Regions from separate parts of the Sus scrofa genome. Here regions 1 and 2 are each linked to region 3. The links are chromatin contacts, called in public HiChIP or PLAC-seq and promoter capture Hi-C maps. All regions are on one chromosome and are shown on one strand. The core of a region is the stretch at or near the end of the contact, and the rest is flanking DNA. Distances in the headings are between cores, read along the strand shown.

Region 1 (3,731 bases), core at 57-2,556, 190 kb before region 3:
TAATTTCAGAAAATATTTTGAATGAGCAACCTAGTTAAAAATGTATTTCTTGGGAGTTGCCATTGTGGCGCAGCAGAAACGAATCCGACTAATATTCATGAGGATGGGGTTCGATTCCTGGCCTCGCTCAGTGGGTTAAGGACCCGGAGTTGCCCTTAGCTGCGGTGTAGGTCGCAGACGCGGCTCGGATCCCACGTTGCCGAGGCGTAGGATGGCAGCCGTAGCTCCAATTCAACGCTTAGCCTGGGAGCTTCCATATGCTACCAGTACGGCGCTAAAAGGCAACAACAAAAACGAACAAAGTATTTCTTATTGCAACAAATGTGCTCTTCTATTGTTGCAAACGAGTATACCCCAGAAGTTAAAGACCATAAAGGTTTTGGTGACAAGGTTTCCATCCAGCAAACCTCTTAAAACATGTCGCAGGTATGAAATAGGACTGAGCCACGTGAGAAGCGCAGGCCTTTGGACTCCCCTGCAATTTCTGTAGCATTCACTCATATCTTGGAAGCCTTTAGAGCGAAGCTACCAAGAGGGTTTAAGAATGCAATCTTATCGTTGAGAACAATACTGTTCTGGCTATGCGGATTTCGTCTCAAGCCACGAATTCGCAAAATGCAAAAAAATACTTTCGAGGGAGAAATAAAGGTTTATAAAAATAAATGGCAAAACGAGCCCCAACCTCCACGCTATATTATACAATCGCGTTTGCACTTACACAGAGAAAGTGGGGAAAACGAAATGGGAAAAATCGTCCCTCCAAAATGGAGGGAATCGTACAGCGAGGAGCCGGGGGCAGCCCTGGGAGGACGCAGACAGCGCCATCACCTTCTGGCTCGTTTGCCCGCGGTCCTAGGCCGGGCCGCACCACGCGGCTGCCCAGCACGCGGCGACCCGACGCGCCCAGGCGGCCCGGCGAGGGTGCAGGAGGGTTGGGCCACGCCAGGGTCCAAGGGAGGCGGAGGGAGGCCGCAGGCCCCGGGGACAGGGCAGCCACTCACGTTCTCGCAGCCTGTTCTTGAAGTTGGGGTCACTTCGTCTCTTGCGGTCGAAGTAAATGCAGTACCCGATGAAAAGGGCCCCGCACACGCCGGCGGCAATGGCGCTGTTCCGGCCCACCATCTTCTCCCCACGGAGCAGCGGCGGCTGCGGCGGGAGAACTGCGAAGTACCCGTTGGCCGCAAAACCTTAGAGCAGACTCCGCTGACCGGGCCTGACGCCCGCCGCAAGGGACGCGGAAAGGCGGGGCTTATGTCACTTCCGGCCCCTGTCGCCGAGACCCTCGGGTCTGTCCAAGGCAGTGCCTGAGCCGAGGCGCCCGCGCCGCCTCTGCGCTTGCGCAGAGGTTTGAGCACAATGGCCGAAACAGCTACCACCGCTGTTCGCGTAGGTGTTGGGATTTTGCTGGAGACCATGCTTTTCCTTAACAGCCGCCTGAGCATGATGTAAGGGTGTTGGCACGTGGCCGTCGTGCGCACACTACAGAGACTTTTTATAGGCTATCACATTCTTTCTTGAATTTAACTGAATTTGCTTTTCAAGTTCAGTCACAATCCGTTGTGCGCCAAGCACCGTAAGTGATTCGATTTAACAAGAATGTTACAGTCTCAAGAGTGAAAGAAAACTAAACGGAGCAATTCCTGGAAAAAATGTTACGGGGAAAAAGAGTTTGAAGGAAAAAGAAAACGTATAGTTGTCATAGCCACTGAAAACACTGTGTATCTGTGTTTTAAGTTTCAAAAGACACCCTTGGAGTGGTAGGAATGTTTGTTACTCATAGTGGGTCCTGACCATTTATGCTGAGGAGATGGTTCGTAATGGGAGCTGGCCAGATCAGACAGATCAACTATTTGGCTAGAGGACTTTGATCCAAGTGATATCAGCCCTACCTAAGGGGAGAAGAGGGGAAGGAAGCTGGAGATTGGGTTCAACTTCATGCACGTGAGCTTCCCAGTTTGGCAATGCTCTGTGCAAGTTACGCATCAGTGTGCCATATGCCAGGAGGTGAGGTGTTCTGTCTCGATGGGGAGGGAATAGAAGCTTTGCACGTGGGATCCTCCCAGACCTTTTCCCATGTCTCATCTTCCCATTTGTCCGGTTTGATTCGTATACTTTTGCTGTCATTAAAGTGTAATGATAAGAATAGAATGTTTTTGTTGTTTTTTTGGCCGCTCCGCGGCATATACTGTTCCCAGTCCAGGAATCAGATCCCAGCTGTAGTTGTAGTTGTAGCTGTAGCTGCAGCAATATGGGACCCTTAACCCACTGTGCCAGGCGGTGGCTCCAACCTGTGTCTCAGTACTCCCAAGATGCCACTGATCCTGTTGAGCCACATTGGAAGCTCCAAGAATAGTATGTTCTTGAGTTCTGTGACTCCTTACAGTGAATTATTGAAACTGAGGGGCTGGTAGAAACCTCCAAATTAGTAGCAACTGGTCAGAAGAGTGACCTGAAGACAACACCCTCCTCCCTCCCCAAGTTAGTGTTGGCGTATGAGCATAGTCTTGTAGGGGACTGTCCCCTTAACCTAATAAGTTTGGCTCGACTCAGGTGGCTGGTATCAGAAGTTATTGCAAGGGTACTTATGGAAACATTTAGCTTCAGGTCCTAACCTAGTCCAAGAGCCTGGGAAAGCCCTTCTGCCTGAGTGGTATGGAACCTGAGATCCCATGGAAACAGAAAATTAGATCAAAGATTCATGAGCATTGCTTGGACTGGGATGAGATGTGAAGGTGCATATGCGTCGTGAGAAAATGATTGAGAAGGTTTCAAACAACAGCACAAAAAGCTTTTCCTTATGTCCTGCACACACATGTTGATTCTTCCTACCCTAAAAAGTGAAGCTCAGGAAGGTATGTCCTGAGCCTCTGCTGTGTTGGAACAGAAGACCTGCAAGGTCACACAGATGCCATGAGGCTTAGAACTCAACTCCTAGAAATTTGAGTAGACCATGAAGCTATTAGATTATTTGTCTGAATAAACAACATGCTACTTATCTCTATTCCTGTGTTGTGCAGAAGAAATGCCACGTAAATGCTGAGGTCACTGTGATGAGACACAACAGACCAGAAAACATGTTTCTACAAGGCACAGTTAGAGCAACACCTGTACCTTTGAATCTCAGCCATTCTGCATTTTTTAATAATTTTTTTTTACACTTGTGAAATACCTATAGATTCCTGAAAGAAAAACAGCTCGGAAATCCCTGAGGCATGTTGTTTGTGAGTGGAATTTGTGGGCTGAGGAATGAAATTAGTGGTTCATCACCAGAGTTTTAAAATAGAATAAAAAGTATCAGCCAGCAACACGTGTAGTAAGGACCAGTACTGACGTGGGAAACTTGTGTGTCAGTTAAATACACCCATGTCTGCACTGGTCCCAGTGTAAAATTAAAACTGTTGCAGATTATCATCAAAAAAGTGTGAAACTACTTATCTAGTCCAAGGCCCTTATTTAACCAAGCAAGATATTTAGATAAAGAGACAGAGAGTCTTGTCCAAAATCATGCATGCACAGCCACACAGCTGGGTCAACAATCAGATATCCTAACACCCCAGTCCAGGGCTCTTTACGTGAAAACCTAAACACCAAAACCCTATGTTAAGGACTTTAAAATTACATAAATTTTATGTGTTATAAAGCATACACAATAAAATATAATATGCACTATAAATATACGGTAAAATTATAGTCCATGTTTATAGAGGTAATCTATAGTAAGGCATCCTTAT
Region 2 (4,194 bases), core at 1,690-4,189, 160 kb before region 3:
GTTCATTGCAGCACTATTCGCAATAGCCAAGACATGGAAACAACCTAAATGTCCAATGAGAGATGAATGGATAAGAAGGTGTGGTACATAAACACAATGGAATACTATTGAGCCACAAAAAATAATAATGTCATTTGCAGCAACATGGATGGAACTAGAGACTCACATACTAAGTGAAGAAAGTCAGAAAGAGAAACACAAATGCCATATGACATCACTTATACCTGGAATCTAATATGTGGCACAAATGAACCTTTCCAGAGAAAAGAAACAAACTCATGGACATGGAGAACAGACTGGTGGTTGCCAAGAGGGACGGAGTGGGAGGGACTGGGAGCTTGGGGTTTGTAGATGCAAACGATTGCACCTGCAGTAAATAAGCAATGAGATCCTGCAAAAAGTGTGTGTGTGTGTGTGTGTGTGTGTGTGTGTGTGTGTGTGTGTGTGTGTGTGTGTGTGTGTGTGTGTGTGTGTGTGTAACTGTGTCACTTTGCTGTACAGCAGAAAATGACAGACCATTGTAAATCAATTATAATAAAATTTTAGGAAAAAAAAACCAAACACAACAAACAACCAGAATGCAAGTAAACGCAAGGAAGAGAAAAATTGATCAAAAAAGGAAGCGAGCATCAAGCATAGACACTACTGTGAACAGTGTTTTGTTCTGTTGAATTTCCTTTTTTTTTTTTTTTTTCCTCTTTTTCAGGGCCACACCACCCACAGCATATGGAATTTCTCAGGATAGAAGCTGAATCAGAGCTGTATCTGCCAGCCTACACCACTGCCACAGCAGCTCAGGATCCAAGCCTCATCTGTGACTGACTACAGTTCAAGGCAACACCAGATCCCTAACCCACTGAGTGAGGCCAGGGATCGAACCCACATCCTCATGGATACTAGTCCAGTTCATTAATGCTGAGCCACGACGGGAACTCCGAATTTCTTTTTTAAAGGTGAGAATCTTGAGGAGTTCCTTGGTGGTTTAAGTGGGTCAAGGATTCCATGTTGTGGCTTGGGTCACTGCTGTAGCGCCGAGGGCTCGATTCCTGGCCCGGGAACTTCCACATGCCATGCTACAGGTGTAGCCTAAATAAATAAATTAATTAATTAATTAAAGATGAAAATCCTGGGCAGACAGATCAAATATACAAAAGAAACAAATATATATCCATGGATATGGATATACATATATATATATATATCTATATCTGAGGGCATAATCCCTAGAGTCAGAAGAGGTATGTGGTATATACAAACAGCACAGGAGACTAATCTTGGATGAGGAGGAAGACATCCTTTTCTGAAAGGAAATTGAGGATGTGCACAGCTGCATTAACTAAGAGGATCAAAAATAGTAGTTCGCAACTATTAGGGGTTAATAGGAAACAAGATCACCTGCCAAGAGAGAGCAGAAATATAAGGGGCTTGAAGAGCAGTGGCCAGATAGACTGAAGAAAGTTAACTAGGAACCTGTAATGGTACTGCTATTTGGATCTCAATTTAAATAAACTGTTAAAAAAAAAAAAAAGTTAAGCTAAAAGGGGAAATTTAATCTTTGATTAAGTTTAAGAAAATCAAACTCATTTTTTATATACATGCTGAAATGTTCACAGATGAAACATAAGTCTTAGGTTTGCTTCCAAATAATGAAGGGGATATAAAAAGGGTAAAGAAAAAACAAGATTGGGCAAATATTAACTGCTGATGCTGGGTACATGAGGTTGTTTATCCTTTTCAACTTTTTTTTTTTTTTTTTTTTTTTTCCTTTTAGGGCCGTACCCACAGCATACAGAAGTTCACAGGCTAGGGCTCTAATCCCAGCGGTAGCCGCCGGCCTACGCCACAGCCACAGCCACGCCAGATCCGAGCCGTGCCTGCGACCTACACCACAGCTCACAGCAACGCCGGATCCTTAACTCACTGAGCAAGGCCAGGGATTGAACCCTCAACCTCATAGTTCCTAGTTAGATTCGTTAACCACTGCGCCACAACAGGAACTCCTGGGAACTCCCTCCTTTTCAACTTTTAAATATGTATGAGACTTTTTATAATAGAAAAAAATTTAAATTAGAACTATGAAGTGACCAAAAAAAATGAATATTGCAGGTGTAAGAATCTCAGTATCTTCACCATCTAATTTCTTTAGCATCAACTAAGAATTTTACCAACCTGTTTGCCAACTTTTTGTCTGCATCAGAAAGTTTCTTCTTCACTTTCACTGTTTTTGCAGGTTCTTGTAAAAGTGGTCTTTGAATTTGGGATGAACGTGCTTCCTCCTCATCCTGTTTCCTTTTTTTGGTGGTCTCCTTTCAAAAGGTTGAAGTTACGTTTCAGACCTCATCCTTTAATAATTCAGTGGTCTTTCTAAATCAGTATTTTTTTTCTCTCCCACAATAAAAGGTTACTTAATTCTCTCTTCCCCATTTTAGAAAGCATGCTCAGTAAGGTAGCTGCTTGCTTTAAAGTTGTTCTAATGGCCTTTCCGAGTGGAACCCAGTGACTTACTTTAGGCAGAGGCACGTACAGGGGTTGAAGCTGAGGCTCCAAAGAGCTGAAGAGGGAAGCCAGCCGGCCGGCGCTGCCTCCGGAGGGCCTCTTGCCTTGGGATAAACTGTTGGCGACTTGTCCAATCAGATAGCCTCCGGCCAGATTCCCACGACTGCCGCCGTCCACGTTCTCTCTAGACACGGACGCCAGAGACTCAGCGACCCTACGCCACGCCCCACTGCCTCGCGCCCCGACTCCCGAACGCACGCTCCTGCCTAGGCAGACTAGCCACGCGCCACTCACCCCTCCTGCGCGCTCTGCTTTTTCTTCCGCTTGTTCTTCCCTTCCGGCGCCATTCTTACCCGAAAGCTCCCAGACCGCTGCAACAGGCTAGGCCGCACTTCCGGGTCCCTGCCCCTGCGCACTCGGAGCCACGCCCCTTCCGCCCCGGAGTCTCTGTGCGGGCGCTGGGGCGGAGACAGCGGGTGAGGGGGCGGAGATAATGCGTGGGGGCGGAGATAGCGGGAGGACTGGGGCGTGGCTTCTGCCTAACCCTAACTCAAGGGTTAGGGTTAGGGTAGTTTGTACCTCGCTGATTGAGGGGGACCTAGTCTTAGGAGGTTAGGAAGACTTCCCAGAGTAGTTGGGGCTTGAAGTATGACAATCATTCATGTTGGGAGTGGGGTGTCAACCCAAGCCGAGGGAGAAAACATGAAAAATCTGAGTTAAGAGGAGGGAGAGAAGTTTGTCAGGAAATGAGGTTACAGCGAAGTATGTCACACACCATCAACTGGTGAATCCACGTGAAGATACATGGGACTCCTTCATACTACTCTTGCAGCCTTTCTAAAATTTGACATGATTTTGGAGTTTCGGTTGTGGCTCAGAAGATTAAGAATCAGACTAGTATCCATGAGGATGCAGGTTTGATCCCTGGCCTTGCTCAGTGAGTTAAGGATCCATCATTACTCTGAGCTGTAGTGTAGGTTGCAGATGCGGTTCAGATCCGCCTTGCTATGGCAGTAGGCCGGCAGCTGCAGCTCGGAGTTGACCCCTAGCCTGGGAACTTACGTATGCCTCAGGTTCGGCCCTGAGGGGCAAAATAAATGAATAAATAAATTTTGACATTATTTCAAATAAAGTTAAAAACAAATCTTCGGAGAGCACAGCTCTAACTGCTCTGTGCTTATTTTACCTAGAAAAGAAGATGGATGGCTTTTAAAACTATATTGTTTTTTCAGCCTATCTTCCCAGACTCTTCTCCCTCCAAGGCCCCAAAGCCTGCCTTTACCACAGTCTCGTTGTTCCTTCACCTTGCCATTCCTTCTTATTCTTGCTATTCTTTCCCCCACAATCATCCTCCTCTTTACCCCTCGTTTTCACCTGCAAAACTGTACCCATCCTTCAAGGCCCAGCTCACAGGAAAATTTCTCTTTTTAACACTAGAGCTGTAATGGTCTCTCTAGATGTAAATGGATGTCTAATTCATCCTGTATTCTGTATCCCTATTCACCGTACTTAGCGAATATGTGGTAAATTGACTTTTTTGGCTGCACCCCAGGGCACCTGGAAGTTCCTGTGCCAGGGATTGAACTCTTGCCACAGCACCTACCAGAGCCAATAGCAGTGATGCCGGATTCTTAACCTGCTGAGCCCAAGAATACTCCCAACTCTGACTTTTAAGTAAAAAAGGTAAATATTAGATTT
Region 3 (3,771 bases), core at 83-2,582:
GACAATGACGCCATTTCTGTCAGAGAAGAAACTCACAACAAGCCCGGGGTCCGGCGCGGGGCCGGCCGTCCTCCTCCCCTCCGGCCTCCGCGCCGGGCCCGGCCGGCCCCCCTCCGAAGGGCCGCACACCCCTCGTCCGAGCCGGAGCCAGCCGAGCCTCAAGGGGCTCGGCGGGGGCCGCGGAGGGCCCGGCGGGCCGCGGGCGGGACCGATCCTGTACAGCCTCAGCCCCCGTCCCGCTCCGAGGCGGACACCCCGACAAGTGGGAGCGGGATCCACGTCCGCCTGCCGCGGGCACGGCGAGAGCGCCGAGGGACCAAGAGGCGGCAGCCCCCCCCCCCACCCGGCCCGGGCCCCCCACCGCGGCTGGGAGACGTGAAAGCGCTGAGTGTGCGGCCGCCAGGCTGGGGAGCGACTCGACTCGGCAACTGCAGGGACGGGTGGGAGCTCTCAGGAGGCCGAGGCCCCGAATTCGGGCGCCTGGGGAGCCCACCACAGCGATCTTGTCTTCTCCTCGATTGGGCCCAGTGACTCCCCAAAAGACCCCCTTAATAGGACCGCCAAAGCCTCAGAAAACGTCCCTACCTTCCTCGGAGGCGAGCTCTGACCCTGGCACGTCCAGAGTCCCCTTCCCTGCTCCCCCCCAAAACCAGCAGGCCCGGGGGAGAGATGGGGGAAGAAGGGCGGCGGGTCCAGCGGTTGCTGAGGCTGAAGCTCCGGCTCCTCCTCCTCCCGCGGCGGCGACTGGTACCTTTGTTTGGCGGCCGCTCGGGCTCCCTCGCTGGGGGGAGGGGGGACGACGAAAAATCCCTCCCGGACTGGAGGTCCGGGCCCCCAGTTGCGCTGCCCTCCAGAGGACGGCGGCGACAGACCCTCTGCGGCTCCCTCCGGGCAAAGGTCCAGGCGGTGGCCGTGGCGGCGGCAAGCTTAAGCTCAAGAGTCTCCCTCCGCTCCGGCGCCCGAGCTCCTCACTCCGGACTCGACTGACGGGCAAACATCGCTTCCCCCCCCCACCCCAAGTCCCCCCCTTCCCTCCTTTCTCCCCTCCCCTAGACTTTCTTTCCCCTCCCCTACCTCTTTCCCGGATGGCCTCTTAGACGACCTCGGATTGGTTAGACTTCTTTAGAACCCCCCTATGCCCTGTTCCTATTGGTCCCTGGGATACAAACAACGACGCCATTTTCCCACCAGTTCTATGGAAACAGAAAGTTACGCCTCAAAGCTCCCCGGGAAATGTAGTTCAGCCTCTGGGCCAACGCGCTAGGCCTTGCCGGTGAGAACTGCAAGATCCGCAAAGCCCCGCGGCTACGTGAGACGGGAGGGGGGAGGGAAAGGGGGCGGAGCGACAAAGCAAAGGGGAGGTGGCAACGACGCCTGCGCAGTGTGACCGGGATGGCGCATTTTCTTGCACCGAGTAATGCGGCGTCGCTGGTGGCTGAGGAGGGCGGAGAGTTCTTTGGTGAAATAGAGGGAGGGATTCATGGAAGCCTCAGGAGGAGCCTTGTCCTGAACTATAAGGTGGGAAGTTGATACAGGATACTGCTACTCCTGGGCCCGCGGCGTGAAAGTTGTGATATCATCCTCGAACCGTGAGTGGCTGTGCCGGCGGCTGGGGGGGAACCCGGATGGGGAGGAGGGTTGGGGAGGAGGGTTGGGGAGTCTGGGAGGCGGAGCCGAGAGGAAAGAAAGAAAAGAGGGTGAGGACCCGGATGCTGAACCGGCTTGTGTATGAATTTTCCATCCTCTCGCTGGAGGAGGGGAGGAGCGGTAGCGGACCGAGCGGGGCGGAAGGGGGCCTCAGAGCCGAGAGAAAGCAGAGCCGACATTTGAAGCCCTTCTTCCAAGTCTCTGTTGAAAATCTGCCCCGGAGTTAATTAAATTCCCTCCCTGTATCTCTCCGGTAGTTTTTTTCAGACCCACCCACATCTCCCGGAGTTTGAGTGGAAGGGCTCACTCTGCGCTTCACAGCTACGTTTGTATTTGCGTGTTCCTTTAGCTCTTTAGAAACCAGACTCTTCCCTTTTAAAAAATTGCATGATATTTCCACTTGTGCATGCAAATGTGTGCCCTGACTTCATCCTCTAACGCGTTAGAAGGCACTTTCCGTTGTCCTTCACATATTTGAGCGCCTACCGTGTGGAAGAAACTTGTACGGCCCCTGCTTCGTAAACCAGAGCCCAGTGAGACAGGCAGATATTAAATTGAACACACACGAGTGTAAAATTGCGTCAGGTGCTGTAAGTGGTGCATAGAAGAGTTTCATGGTGATAGGAGAATTGGAAATTGGGAAATTGCCTTAGGGAGTTGAAAGCATTCCCGAGCATGTGAGGATCCAGCCGAGAGCGGAAGGGTTAGTAAGAGTTAATTAAGGAACATTCCAGATCGAAAGAATATCGTGTTGGAAAGGCTTGTGCCACAAGGGAGCTTTTTAAAGTATGAGAAACTGAGGCTGGGGTGTGGGCAGGGGATTGACTCTCCGAACTTGATAAGCTTTCATGGAGACTTTATTGAGCAGTCTGCTAACTGGAAGAGTTCTCAATCAGAAGGGAGATAGGACCGCATTTGAATTTTGAAAAGATCTCTGGCTGAAGAGTAGGAGCGAGTACAGGAAGCCCAAACACTAAGTTACTGCTCTAGTAGTCCAAAGGGAGGAGAGACTGTGGCTTGTATTAATATTCAACAACCATTGTTTGAACAAATTTAGGGCAGTTTCCCACTTTTGAAAATGAGTAGGTTCAGACTCTCACCGAGGCATTCTGTGGGTTGCTTTTCACTCCACAAGCAAATTAGTAGCACCCTAATGCCTCTTTCCATTCAGGTCTAGTGTGTGATGGCTGAAATTTCTAGGTGCGATAAATTGGAGCCTTTGGGGTTACAAAGGAAGAAAGAAGGAGTTCCCGTCATGGCGCAGTAGTTAATGAATCCGACTAGGAACCATGAGGTTGCAGGTTTGATCTCTGGCCTCGCTCAGTGGGTTAAGGATCCCGGTGAGCTGTGGTGTAGGTCTCAGATCCCGCGTTGCTTTGCCTGTGGTCGGCGGCGACAGCTCCGATTAAACCTCCATAGGCTTCGGGAAGCGGCCCTAGAAAAGGCAAAAAGACAAAAAAAAAAAAAAAAAAAAAGAGGAAGAAAAAGGCAAGTGAGAGTAGATGCCAGTGTAATGTGAAACACTTCTTACAGAACACTGTAAAAAGACACAAAACAGATTGGGTTTTGACACCTAGAAAAACTGAGGTTTCTATGTTTTCCCACTGTTCAGAACACTTGCCCATAAACATTCTCTGGGAAAGGAACATTAATTGACTTATTTGTTAAATGAGTATTCTTAAATTTACCTGAGTGAGCAAAAGAAAAATTTTTTTAATTCATAAGTAATATTTTAAGTTGGAAAAAAATCAACCAAAGCCATTAGATTTGAAACAGATGAACTCTGATCTCTGTACAACAGGTGTACTTATTGCGGAGCCAGAGACAAAAGTTCATTATTGAATTATTGAAAGTTCATCTTTCTGATTTTTAAATTAAGTCAGATGTGTTCTGGAGGCTGAGAAAAGATAAACATGATTTTTGTACTCAACCCAGTTGAGAAGAGTTGGCTAAATAGAGTAGTATAAGGAGTTCCCTTTGTGGCGCAGCAGAAACGAATCTGACTATGATGATGAGGATTCAGGTTCAATCCCTGGTGTCACTCATTGGGTTGGAGATTTGGAGTTGCAGTGGGCTGTGGTGTAGGTTGCAGATGCGGCTCGGCTCCTGAGTTGCTGTGGCATA

Evidence for each region. Promoter capture Hi-C pulls out the DNA fragments that hold promoters and counts their contacts. HiChIP or PLAC-seq counts read pairs in DNA pulled down with a chosen protein or histone mark.
Region 1: a contact with region 3 is called in a promoter capture Hi-C map of fetal liver, with 5 times the contacts expected there. The contact joins the promoter of TOMM20 here to the promoter of GGPS1 in region 3. A contact is called at or near these places in 3 of 5 promoter capture datasets (fetal liver and liver), 7 of 47 Hi-C or Micro-C datasets (adipose tissue, blood, embryonic fibroblasts and 2 more) and 2 of 2 datasets of contacts at active chromatin or transcription factors (alveolar macrophages and skeletal muscle).
Region 2: an H3K27ac HiChIP or PLAC-seq map of alveolar macrophages shows a contact between it and region 3. The contact joins the promoter of RBM34 here to the promoter of GGPS1 in region 3. A contact is called at or near these places in 1 of 5 promoter capture datasets (liver), 3 of 47 Hi-C or Micro-C datasets (epiblast stem cells, heart right ventricle and psoas muscle) and 1 of 2 datasets of contacts at active chromatin or transcription factors (alveolar macrophages).

Annotation. Positions count from the first base shown.
Region 1 is chr14:56,110,662-56,114,392 of Sscrofa11.1, reverse strand. It overlaps TOMM20 (mitochondrial import receptor subunit TOM20 homolog), which reads right to left and starts at 1,306. Exons shown (of 5, transcript XM_001926935.6): 1 at 1,002-1,306. The coding sequence starts at 1,122.
Region 2 is chr14:56,086,430-56,090,623 of Sscrofa11.1, reverse strand. It overlaps RBM34 (RNA-binding protein 34), which reads right to left and starts at 2,939. Exons shown (of 10, transcript XM_021074093.1): 1 at 2,791-2,939; 2 at 2,506-2,680; 3 at 2,170-2,306. The coding sequence starts at 2,843.
Region 3 is chr14:55,921,598-55,925,368 of Sscrofa11.1, reverse strand. GGPS1 (geranylgeranyl pyrophosphate synthase) reads left to right here and starts at 1,332. Exons shown (of 4, transcript XM_003483472.4): 1 at 1,332-1,589. ARID4B (AT-rich interactive domain-containing protein 4B) reads right to left here and starts at 1,036. Exons shown (of 25, transcript XR_002338970.1): 1 at 586-1,036.